Linked DNA regions of Sus scrofa: region 2 is linked to region 1. The links are chromatin contacts, called in public Hi-C maps. All regions are on one chromosome and are shown on one strand. The core of a region is the stretch at or near the end of the contact, and the rest is flanking DNA. Distances in the headings are between cores, read along the strand shown. Region 1 overlaps POLR1A (DNA-directed RNA polymerase I subunit RPA1). Region 2 overlaps ST3GAL5 (lactosylceramide alpha-2,3-sialyltransferase).

Region 1 (6,523 bases), core at 2,032-4,531:
CTTTGACAAAGGCGGCAAGAATATAAAATGGGAAAAAGACAGTCTCTTCAGCAAGTGCTGCTGGGAAAACTGGACAGCTGCATGCAAATCATTGAAACTAGAACACACCCTCACACCATGCAAAAAAATAAACTCAAAATGGCTGAAAGACTTAAATATAAGACAAGACACCATAAAATTCCTAGAAGAGAACACAGGCAAAACATTTTCTGACATATATTGCACAAACGTTTTCTGAGGCCAGTCACCCAAGGCAATACAATTAAAAACAAAAATAAAAATTGGGACAAAATCAAACTTATAAGCTTTTGCACAGCAAAGGAAGCCATAAAAAAGAACCACAACAAAAAGACAACCTACAGAATGAGAGAAAATAGCTGCGAATGATGCAACCAAGTAAAGGGCTTAATCTCCAAAATATACCTAACAACTCTTACAACTCAACAGCAAAAACAAAAACAAAAACAAAAACAAAAACAAAACAAAACAAAAAAAAACCATTGAAAAATGGGCAGAAGCCCTGAATAGACACTTATCCAAAGAAGACATATGGATGGCCAACAGGCACATGAAAAAAACACTCAACATCACTATTAGAGAAATGCAAATCAAAACTACAATGAGGTACCACCTCACACCAGTCAGAATGGCTATTATGAATAAGTCTACAAATAACAAATGCTGGAGACGGTGTGGAGAAAAGGGAATCCCCTCCTACACTGTTGGTGGAAATGTAAATTGGTACAACCACTATGGAAAACAGTATGGAGAAAACTAAATATAGAACTACCATATGACCTAGAAATCTCACTCCTGGGCATCTATCTGGACAAAACTTTCATTCAGAAAGATACATCTACCCCGATGTTCACTGCAGCACTATTCACAATAGCCAAGACATAGAAACAACCTAAATGTCCACTGACAGATGAATGGATTAAGATGTGGTACATATATACAATAGAATACCACTCAGCCATAAAAAGGAACAAAATAGTGCCATCTGCAGCCAACATGGATGCAACTAGACATTCTTGCACTAAGTGAAATCATTCAGAAAGAGAAAGACAAATACCATATGATATCACTTGTATGGGGAATAAAATATGGCACAAATGAGCTTATCTACAAAACAGAAACAAAGACTTGGACAGAGAGAACAGACTTGTGGTTGCCAAGGGGAAGGGGGAGGGAGTGGGATGGCCTGGGAGTTTGGGGTTAGTAGATGCAAATTATTGCATTTGAAATGGATAAGCAATGAGGTCCTGCCGTATAGCACAGGGAACTATATCTAATCACTTGTGAGAGAACATGATAGAAAATAATACGAAAAGAAGAATGTATATGCATATATAACTGGGTCGCTTTGCTGTAGAGAAATTGAAAGAACACTGTAAATCAACTATAATAAACATTAAAAAAACACAGAAAAAAGAAAAAAAAGATCAAAAAAACAAAACCCCCACAAAAGACCCACACATATACCAATCAGTTGATTTACGACACAAGAGAGACTAAAGAGCAATAGAAAGAGGACAATCTTTTCAACAAATGAGGTTGTATCAGCTGGATAGTCATATAGGAAAAAAAATGAATCCTGACATCAACAATACCCACAAAAATCAACTCCAGGCAGAGAGCAGATCTAAGTATGAAAGGTAAAACAATAAAGCAACTTAACAATAACGTAAATATCTTAATGACCTTGGCGCAAATAATTTTTATACAGGACTAGCCATAAAAGGCAAAGCCTGGTGAATTATTTTACATAAATTAAAAGAATTTCTGATCATTAGAAAACAGCATTAAGGGGGAAAAGGCTAGCCAACAAATAGATGGTATTCATAACACTATAATCTGGCAATGGACTCAGCCCTACAATATGTTTCTAAAACTCTTACCTAAGGATAAGAAAATGGCATAGAATAGAAACAAGCCCAATACTTGAGCAGGCACTTCCCAAAAGATGAGATCCCAGGGACCCTAAGGATACGAAGAGGTGCTCAATCTCACTTGTCATTAAGGGAAGGCAAATTAAAACCACAATAAGATGCCACTACACACCCATTTCAAAGGCTGAAACGACACAGATGGGATAAAACAAAAACACCCAAGCACAATGAGACAATAATACAAAGCTCTGCTGAGAACACGGAGAGACCCATCATGCCCTGCAGGTAGAGATGCAAGCTGCAACTGGAAAACTGTACTGAACAATTACAGTTGAAGATAGATTTAAGACTCGGCAATTTGATTTCTTGGTATTCGCCCCTTAAGATGCATACATATGTTCAACAAAAGACACACACAAGGATGTTCATAGTAGCCCTATTTGGTTTTGTTTTGTTTTCTGCTTTTTAGGGCTTCACCTGTGGCATATGGAAGTTTCCAGGCTAGGGGTCGAACATGAGCTACAGCTGCAGACGAATACCACAGCCACAGCCATGACAGATCCGAGCTGCATCTATGACCTGTACTGTGGCTTGCAGCAACACCAGATGCTTAACCCACTGAGCGAGGCCAGGGATCAAACCCGCAACGTCTCGGACACTATGTCAGGTTCTTAATCTGCTGGGCCACAACGGGAACTCCCAAGTAAGATACCACATTTGAAGTGCTCCCAACAAATATAACTACTGCTACCACCCAGCACCACTGCCAATTACTACCATTATCTGGATTTCGAGGACATCAAGTTAAAGAGAGAAGTGAGGGACAGAAACTATGCAGCCCATGCTTAGTAGACAACCCCTTGAAACCATCCACATCCAAAAACCCTATCAAAGAGAACATCAGACTACTGTTTGATTAGCCATTTCTCTCCTTTTGGCCTGGGCTCTCCCAGGAACGGAACCTTTTCACTGAGTGAAACGGAACCTTTTCATTCCTTTTTTTTTATTGCCACCATTTGTTTTCTCCCCATTACCTGCTTTCCTGTCCACAGTGGAAAGGGCTTCAGGATGGCGGGAGGAAAGAGCTTCACGCGCCCTACTTTGTCTGTGAGTCCCCGGTACACCAGCTCCATATACTGCTCCCGAGTGAAAAAGCAGCCTCGGATGGTCATGTTTGCCCCTGAAACCATGTGATCTTGGATCAATCCTGCCAGTGGTTGGCCATCCTACAAACCAAAATAGAAAAGAGAGGAACAAAGAAAAAAAATCTAAGTCGCATTCTAATTCCTAATCACGATAGCGCCCCCCCCCGCCCCATATCCCAGTCCTGTCCTGCCTCACAGCTGCACCAGGCGGGCGCTTGGGCCTCCTGTCTTGAGAGCAAAGTGCCTCCCAGAGCACATGACCAGGGCTTCCTGACCTGCTTCCACCTTTGCCTTCTGCCCACTGGTCTGTATCAAAGCTGCTTCAAACGCATCTAGGCCTGCTAGCCCTTTCTCCATAATCCCATCTGCTTCTAGTTACTCTGGCATATTTCTGGCATTTATGCATCAATTTGGTCTGGCTGCCGTTAGCTGTGTTCCTGTTTTTATATTTTGGTTTTATGCTGTGGTATTTTTCACACATTTCTGACCTGGTTCTTCTCTAAATCAGTCATCCATTCAACAAATATTTATTGAGAGCCCACTGCACGCCAAGGCACTGGGTGATATCTTCAATGCACTCCAGCAGGAAGAGCGAGGCAGTAAACAAATGACTGGATAAACACCTCATCATAAAGACGTTTAAGCACCATGGAGGAAAAGAAAAGGATGGGTCATCACAGAGATGTGGGGTGTGGACATGGGCAGGAATGGTCTCTCAAAGGGGCGGTACTGCAGCCAGGCCTGAGGGGTGACTCAGAGTTGGCCAGTGCAGGGAGGGAGGGCTCCAGGCAGAGGTTCCTCAAGAGGGTCCCGAGAGGGCTTTGATGTGCATGACCGAAGGAGGGAAGAATGCAAGAATACAGTCCTAGGACGCGCTCACGGCAGATGCCCCCAAACAAGGGCTTTTACAAAAACCCCATTTGCATGGGTACATTCACTTCATCTGCCACTTCACACAGCCTTTCTGATCTCTGGTCTCTGGCACCTAACCTGTAGGTCTGCATTCATGGCACCATAAGGCACACTAAAGTAAAAACAGCCTCGCTCACTGACAGTTGGTAAGAAGTTGTTTGAGCAAACTTTTCTATGTTTACAGGAACTTGAGAAAAATTTGTGCCTTGGATCTAAAGATTGCCATCCTTTGCTTATCAGTTAAATACTATCCAATATTACGGCTGTGTTCCCTAACTAAGGAACTCACAAATGCAGCCATGGAGAAGTGCCGGCAAGTTAATCACATGCACTAAGTCGAAGGCTGAAAGGAATGCCTGTCAAACAGCCCAAATACCATAGCAATGGGCTTTGTGTAAACACAAAGATAATTATTACAGGTGAGCTGAATAAATGCTGCAGACGGAAGGCAAGTTTGGGTGGTGCATGCAGCCCTCTCTGAAGACTGAGTTATGAACATAAATTAAAAAAAACAAAACAAAACTATACTCTGCATCTTGTTCCAAAGACAAGGTCTTATTTTTGCTTAGGGGAGAAATTCAAAACAGTATTAGGGATCTGACTTTATCCCACAGTCTTTGGGGACTGTGATACAGATTATATAGATTTTCCCTTTTGTTTTCCTCCCTTAAAGAACATAATTACAAGTTACGGGGTCTAGTCAGCGCCTTCTCCCTCCATCCAGATTTTTCCATGACTAGAAAATTACTTTAACAGCTAAATTGCTTTCAATGCAATAATCATGAATTTGAGGGAGGGATGCTGATTAAAGCAATTTACAAAGGGTCCACTTATAATTCTGAATTCCCCAAATCTGCTTGAGATCAGAAAGACCAGCTCTGAATCAAAAACCCAGATAATTGTCAGCTATCCTATTCCACTTAATATCACAGTAAAATGACATTATAATTGATGTTTTTGGTCAGGATGCTTATTTAGAGTATTCCGTGACTTGCATTTTCTAGCTGACTACGTCAAAGTCAGGATACTGTGTCTTGAGACTTGTTAAAAAAAAAACAAACTTGCACAAAGCTTTGGCCCTCAGTAAATACAACAAACAGAAGGAAAAAAAAAACAAACCCACAAAGCAATATGTAAATGAAAAGTGGAACTATTTTCTTGGAAAAGAAACAAATGAAGTTCCATTCACCTCTTACTTTAAGTAAGAAAACAACCCACAACTCTATTAAATCCATACAACCAGCAATAAAATTAACTTAAATTGGGTACTATGATTAGTCAAGGAAGAGAAGCTGGAACCAGGGAAGTGGACTAATGAACCAAGAGAAATGGAAACAAAGGGAAATAAAGATACACCAAGAAAAATTACCAGAAAACGCCATTTTCCTAGTTTAGGAAAACCAACTCTTGTCCTTTTCAGACTTTGCCACCAAAGTATATGTCTGAGGTAATTTTCACAACCATTAGCAAAAATAAGGATTTTACCTCTTGGTATTTACGCTGAGGACTATCAGACTTTATTGAGAATCAAAAGCTCCTTACCTCTGACAAAAGAAAATGAAAGTAAAGCAAACCCTCCTGTTAGCCCCCAAAAGTTGTTTTTTTGTTTTGTTTTGTTTTTGTTTTTTTAAAGAAACTAGTTTACTGACTTAAGCTTATATACCTGTGCTCTGCCTGTCACCTGACCTAAAACTTACAGGCAGGAGAGCCTGCGATGAGGGGCATTTGGATTTAAATGGGCCAGCCCTTGGCAGGACATGGTGCAAACATCAAGTCCCCTTTGCTACCTATTTAATCGAAATTAAGTACAGGACATTCAAGTTCACTGGTCTGAGAACTTCAAAGTAGCCCAGCTCCAGGGGTCACTCTGCCAGCAAAAAACACACCAACTGATGCTAGTGTCCCTGGGGTGACATGTGACACTGTCTTTAGAGAGCCTGAAAGCACTTCAGCCCGGGGAGCCACTTACTGCCACCTGTCCTCACCCAGCCCCAGCCCTGCCTGTCAAGGGGGCTGAGAACACACAAGGCTGAGCACACAGACTTGGGGGTCACAGCTCTTGGGTTCCCATCCTGGCCTCAGCCCTGGCTGGCAAGTCACCTGTGTTTCCTCATCTAAAAATTGCACCATACTTCTAAGGCTCTTAGGAAGACTGAGTGAGAGGATGTTTACAAACTGCTCAGAGCAGTGCCTGAGGCACGGGATGCTCAGTGGATGGTGGCTTTTATTGCCATCACACCTACCAAAGACCAATTTTCAAATTAGTCAAATTACTTCCTTCTAATTATTTCTTCTAATTATAGTAAAAAAAATTGTTTTTTGGCTGTACCAGTGGTACACAGAAGCTCCCCGGCCAAGGATCGAACCCACACCACAGCAGTTACCTGAGCCACAGCAGTTGACAATGTTGGATCCTTAACCTAAGCCACCAGGGAATTCCTAATTATTAGTAAAATGAATACCAAAATTGATCAAATTATTTCTTATAATTTCTGGGGGAGATGAGTGGGCCCATAACCCCTCCTGCCTACTGTCAGCCCCTTCACTAATCAACCACCAGCTGAGGTTAGCAGA
Region 2 (6,523 bases), core at 2,208-4,707, 200 kb before region 1:
ACAAAAATACCTTATCTCGGCCCCAGAACCTTGACTGAGGCTCTGAGTATTGAAGGATGTCGAAGGCAGTCTCTTTGATAATAACTGGATTCAAAATCCTGAAGTGTTTGGGCTGTAGTGGGATTTTTTCCGCCACTTGCTTCCAAAAGAAGAGTCGTACCCAAAATGGCTAAGGAAAGAAAGCAAGCCATCATTAGGGGCATCGCTTAATAAAGTTATCTTATCATCGGAGGGGGAGGACACATCTCCTGCTCATCAGGACAAAGCTGAGGGTGGGGCCCCAGGTGGCTCTGGGGCTGCATCCTGCAGCCAAGTCACAGATCTGTGCGAACCCAGGACCTCGACTCAAACAAGCAACTCTAAGGATCTGATTTATGAAGGTGGCACCAGAGAAGGACAGGAACTGCAGAAGGAGTTCTTGTTGGCTTGGGGGAGAAATTCTTCTGGTAATGACCGCAGATGGTAAAACGTTTTAGGGGAGTTCCCATTGTGGCGCAGTAGAAACGAATCCGACTAGAAACCACGAGGTTGTACTTTCGATCCCTGGCCTTGCTCAGCGTGTTAAGGATCTGGCGTTGCCCTGAGCTGTGGTGTAGATCACAAACGCAGCTCGGATCTGGCATTGCTGTGGCTGTGGCATAGGTCGGCAGCTACGGATCCGATTTGACCCCTAGCCTGGGAACCTCCATATGCCGCAGGTGTGGCCTTAAAAAGACAAAAACAAAAAAAACAAAAAAAAAAACCCCCAAAAACCCAACTTTTTAGGATCCAAAGCCACCATTTTGCCCAGGGAAGACCAAGGAAACACCCAACTTGAGGGTATGAGGTGCTATGGGTACCTTGCTCTGATCAGGCCCTCACCACACATCCTCTTTCCAAATGACTCCACTTCCTAGTCCCGTGATGTCCCTTGGTAATTCACCATGAGTTATTCCCAGAGTGCTTCATCTTTTAACTAGAACAGCTACCCATTAGAAAATCCAGAAGACTGCAATAACCTGTGACCATGATAATCAAGCTTAGGAGATACAAATTCTTCAGCATGAGAAACTTATGTGAAAAGTTTGATAGGTTTTACTGATTTTACAGTCAGCTAGTTTATGCAAGTGCATATAAATGCACACACTCTTGGAGTTCCTGTCGTGGCTCAGGGGGGTAACGAACCCAGCTAGGATCCATGAGGACGCAGGTTCAATCCCAGGCCTCACTCAGTGAGTCGGAGATCCGGCGCTGCCAGGAGCTGTGGTGTAGGTCGCAGATGTGGCTTGGATCCCATGTGCTGTGGCTGTGGTGTAGGCCAGCAGCTGCAGCTCCAATTCCACCCCTAGCCTGGGCACTTCCATATGCTGCAGGTGTGGCCCTAAAAAGATAGTAAGTAAATAAATAAATGCACACAATCTTCAACAGTTGACTTGTGAAATTTAGTTCAATATAATGGGTGGAGGGGTGGGGGAGTAAGGTGATCACTTTATTTATTTATTTATTTTTGTCTTTTTGCCATTTCTTGGGCCGCTCTCACGGCATATGGAGGTTCCCAGGCTAGGGGTCAAATCAGGGCCACATCCGCCGGCCTACACTAGAGCCACAGCAACTTGGGATCCGAGCTGCGTCTCTGACCTACACCACAGCTCATGGCAATGCCGGATCCTTAACCGACTGAGCAAGGCCAGGGATCGAACCCGCAACCTCAAGGTTCCTGGTCAGATTCGTTAACCACTGAGCCACGACGGGAACTCCAGGTGATTACTTTAAAGTAAGGTGATAAATTACTGTAAAGACAAAAAAAAAAAAAAAAAAACAGGACCAAGTAAGTGCCATCTCCTCCACACCTGCCCCTCCGGAACACTGCAAACTGACTCCAACAACAACACTACCAATCAAGGAATTCTGGGAGAACCTCTTTGAAAATACTCCTCAGAGAACTTATGTATATTCTTCCGAACAGTCTCAATAATGCTTTCTATTTGCACACATACATCTCATCTCTGAAAATAGCCAGAAGCCATAGAGATTCAAGTCTAGGGAATAAGGTGGGGGATCAAGCTCAAAAAACAGCAGTTTTGGTCCCAAGCTTGTTATTTACACTGAGTAATGATCCCAATTTGCACGTGTGACTCCATCACATCCTGAAGGCAATTCCCAGGAGGAGTCCTGAGGGGCTTCTGTAAAGGGAGAGGTTATTTGAAAGCCAACACAAAAGTACGCATGTCAGTTTAAAAATCAAAAACCTGTTAACGCCAATCAGAGACCCCTTCCCTTTGTACAAAGGCATGTTTGAGAGCTGAACGGCTCGTGCTTACCAGGGTTTCGTTTTTGACCATTGCCTGAAGCCAGTTGAAGTCAACACTCTTAAATAAAACAGCAACAAACAAGTCATTGGAATAATATTCAAGGTCAGACAGTGGTGCCCCCTCTGGGTAAGTCATCCTTATAGTAGTTTTATTTCCAACATGCTCTGAATATCCTTCAACTGGTGCACTGTTTAACCTATTTAAGTAAAAAGGACAAAGATGAACTGACAATGTAAGCCATTCACCACTTTATTGCAGCAAAACTCCTGCAGCGTGCTTCCCACATATTTTTAGGACAAGGAACAAGGGTGTGGTTGGCTGGGGGGAGGGTGACCCTCCCACCAGCTCCATCATCCCTCAGTTCTGCCCCTTTCAGGTGTCTGCTCTCTGCGAGGGATGCCTGTATCTAATCTCTGAATGACAAGCAATTCCATCTAGTCCTGTCATTTTAAGCCAACCCAAACATATTACACTGTGGGTGTTTTCTGGGCACTGGTGCTGTTTCCTTGAAAGCTTACGTTGCGCCTAGATATTAGCGGTTCTTGCAGAATTTCAAAAATGTAATCAGGAAAGAAGACCTAGACACCAGGGCAAGACAGACACAAACCACACGTATATGGCCAGGGTTAGGGCCAAGGAAGGCAATGGGCCCAAGTGCAACCTGGTTTTAAATTAAAGCAGGAACTGGGGGCACTTACAATGGTTAGATCAACGAAGGCTCTCAGGGTGGATGCTTTGGGGGAAATGCTAAGAATTCTTCCTAAAGCAGCACCATTCACCCAGGCATAGTTTTGAAATCTCAAAGAAAGTCCTTTGGTCCTTTCCCTGTATTATCATATCTGTATAAACCTTTCTTCTCCATTCCACTCACTTCCTTTTCCAGGTCTCAGATCCCTAACCCCTGGATTATTAAAAGATGTTATTAGACATGACAACTACAGGCAAGGCACGATCCTGGATTAGTTATTATTTTCTTTTTCTTTCCTTTTTGTTTTAAAAATAATGACCCTTACTGGGATAACTGCTGAAGTCTGACTAAGGACTCTATTGGATCAGTGTGAATTTCCTAATTCTGAATGTTGCCCTGTGGTTCTATAATGGAATGTCCTTGCTCTTAGGAAATGCACACGGAAGTATTTAGGGTCAAGGAGGAGCTTGAGATTTATGACTAACTCTCAAAGGGTTCAGAAAAGAATAACAATGTATAAAGAGAGGAAAGTTATAAAGCCAATGTGATAAAAGAGTTTTCAATTGGGGAATGTGGGAGAAGGGTGAATATGGGAGTTCTTTGTACTCTTCTGGCAATTTCTTTGTGAAGAACTGCTATAGACCTAAAAGTTACCCCCAATAGTTTTTCAACTCCATCACAATCTGGCTAAGTCCCCTTCCTCTGTCCCCAGCGCTCTGTGGCCTCCAGCGCCTATATACCCCATGCTCCCCAGTCTGGTCCCACCATCACTGGGCAACGAGCCATCCACCAGCTCCCTTTCTCTCTCCCAGGCCCTCCCTCCTCCTGCCAGATCTCCCCGCTCGCCTCTTCCGTGAAGAGCCAAACCCCGCCATTCTCCAAGGTCAGCTCAAGGCCACCCTCTCCGGCACTGCAGCTCTCCTCTGGAGGGAGAATGCAGCCCAGTTCTCACCTCCCTCCCCGCTGTATCCCGGGCACGCACCACTGGATGGGCAGGGGGACCCTGTCTGCCTCTTCCAGTGCTGCTTGTGCAAAGAAGACCGTTCAGCTGCTCACACGGAACCAGGGTGGAGGTTCTGGAAGCCTCAAAATCCTGCATTTGGAATGTCAGGATCTGGCCTGGCCCCTGTGCCCCTACGGTCCTCGTCTCTGACACTGGCTAGCGTGATGGCTTTACAGAGGAATGAGGACACCCAGAGCATGTGACAGCGTCTGGCCCCAGGAAGCACCCAGACAACGGCAGGTTCCATCCTCCTTCACCCCACCCTTCACCACCCTGGAAGTCCTGACCCCACTCCCACCCCCTCACTTCACACCTCTTTTTTTTTTTTTTTTTGGTCTTTTTTGCCATTTCTAGGGCTGCTCCATGGCATATGGAGGTTCCCAGGTTAGGGGTCCAATCAGAACTGTAGCCTCCAGACTATGCCAGAGCCACAGCAACGCGGGATCTGAGCCACGTCTGCAACCTACACCACAGCTCACGGCAACAGCAGATCCTTTTTTTTTTTTTTTTTTTTTAAATTATTTTATTTTATTTATTTATTTTTTTGTCTTTTTGCCATGTCTTGTGCCACTCCCACGGCATATGGAGGTTCCCAGGCTAGGGGTCTAATCGGAGCCAGAGCCAGAGAAACACAAGATCTGAGCCTCATCTTTGACTTCCACCACAGCTCACGGCATCTCCGGGTCGTTAACTCACTGAGCAAGGGCAGGAATCGAACCCGCAACCTCATGGTTCCTAGTCGGATTCGTTAACCCCTGCGCCACGACGGGAACTCCAACAGCAGATCCTTAACCCACTGAGCAAGGCCAGGGATCGAACCCGAAACCTCATAGTTCCTAGTCAGATTCGTTAACCACTGAGCCGAGACGGGAACACCTCACTTCACACCTTCTGCCTTAAAACTTGGTTCTTACCTCTTGCTTCTCTCTCTTGGCCCTTACAAAAGTCTGGTTCTTTCCTACAAACCTCTTACCCACCCCTGCCCTCTCCTCCTTGAACCTCACCTTCCTACACATTCTCCCCCAAATAGCTGCCAACATGCCCTGAGCATCTGCCACAAGCCTGATACAGCTCCAGGTGCTTTACTTCTGTTAACTCATTCTGTCTTCACAGTAACCCTTTAAGGTATGGACCATTGCTGCCTCCATTTACAGATGAGCAAAAGAGCCACGGGCCAGCAGGAAACTTGCCCAAGATCACAGCTACTGGCAACAAAGCCATCATGTGGACATGTCATCACTTGCTCACTCAGAATACCTGAGATGGATCTTGTCACTCTCCCTCGCTAATCAGAGATGTTCCTCCATGACTCCACTTCTGACAGCGGTTCCACTAACGTCTTAGGCTCCAGACTAGAAACCTTGGTATCCCATGACATCATTGTCAAACCATTAGAAAATCCTGTAACTTCCTTTTTCTTTGTTTTTTTCTTTTTTTTTAAATTTATTTATTTATTTTTTGCTTTTTAGAGCCACATCTGCAGTACATGTAGATTCCCAGGCTAGGAGTCTAATCAGAACTACAGCCACAGCCACATCAGAACTGAGCTGCGTCTGCAACCCACACCATAGCTCATGGCCACATCGGATCCTTAACCCACTGATCGAGGTCAAGGATCGAACCCGCAACCTCATGGTTCCTAGTCGGATTCATTTCCATGGCACCATGACAGGAACTCCTTTCTTTGCTTTTTTCTTTTCTCTTTTTTGGGCCATGCCCATGGCACACAGAAGTTCCCAGGCCAGAGACCGAACACACACCACAGCTATAACCAGAGCCATAGCAGTGACAACATCAGATCCTAAACCCATTGAGCCGCAAGGAAATCCACACGTTTTCAATCTACCTCTCAGATTTGATCTTGGGCCTCTATTTCCACTTCCTGCATCTCAGGCCAGGCCCACATCCCACATGCTCTGATTGGAACCTCTAAACCTCTAAATCCCTACCATCTCCTACCTTCAACCAAACTGGCACGACTGCTGAACAGATTTAATGAGGAACCAACTTTCACCATGTTTCTGGTTTTTTGCACACCCTTAAGACAGAAACCATGTACTAATGTATCAAGAGCCTTAAAATATTCAATTATCTTTAAGCCAACAATTCTAGGAATTCTTGGAATTATATCCAAGGGAATAAGCAGAGCTATACAGAAAGACATACACAGGAAAATATGCCTAGCATGTTCACAATAACAAAGAAACTGGGAACATTCTAGATGTCCAGCAATAGGAGAACAACTAAACAACTCATGATGCCCTCATATGAGGGAACATTAATAAGCATGTAGTAAAGTTAGTCTTCCCCAGAATAGTTAGCGGCCTCAGATATGTTCCTAAGAATTCCCATTGTGGCTCAGCAGTTATGAACCCAACTAGTAACCATGAGGATGTGGGTTCAATCCCTGGCCTCACTCAGTGGGTAAAGGGTCTGGCATTGCAGTAAGCTGTGGTGTAGGTTACAGGTACAGCCTCGATCCTGTGTTTTGTTGTGGCTGTGGTGGAGGCCGGCAACTGCAGCTCTGATTCGACCCCTTGT

Evidence for each region. A called contact is a pair of places that touch in the nucleus more often than the background predicts.
Region 2: a contact with region 1 is called in a Hi-C map of embryonic fibroblasts, with 2.0 times the contacts expected there. A contact is called at or near these places in 2 of 5 promoter capture datasets (fetal skeletal muscle and liver), 27 of 47 Hi-C or Micro-C datasets (adipocytes, adipose tissue, alveolar macrophages and 14 more) and 2 of 2 datasets of targeted methods (alveolar macrophages and skeletal muscle).

What each region holds. Positions count from the first base shown.
Region 1 is chr3:58,706,134-58,712,656 of Sscrofa11.1, reverse strand. POLR1A (DNA-directed RNA polymerase I subunit RPA1) reads right to left here. Exons shown (of 34, transcript XM_005662406.3): 14 at 2,927-3,118. Among named protein-coding and RNA genes, the nearest start is that of POLR1A, 39 kb to the right of the region's middle.
Region 2 is chr3:58,907,120-58,913,642 of Sscrofa11.1, reverse strand. It overlaps ST3GAL5 (lactosylceramide alpha-2,3-sialyltransferase), which reads right to left. Exons shown (of 7, transcript XM_021087293.1): 5 at 2,301-2,487; 6 at 11-169. Among named protein-coding and RNA genes, the nearest start is that of ST3GAL5, 47 kb to the right of the region's middle.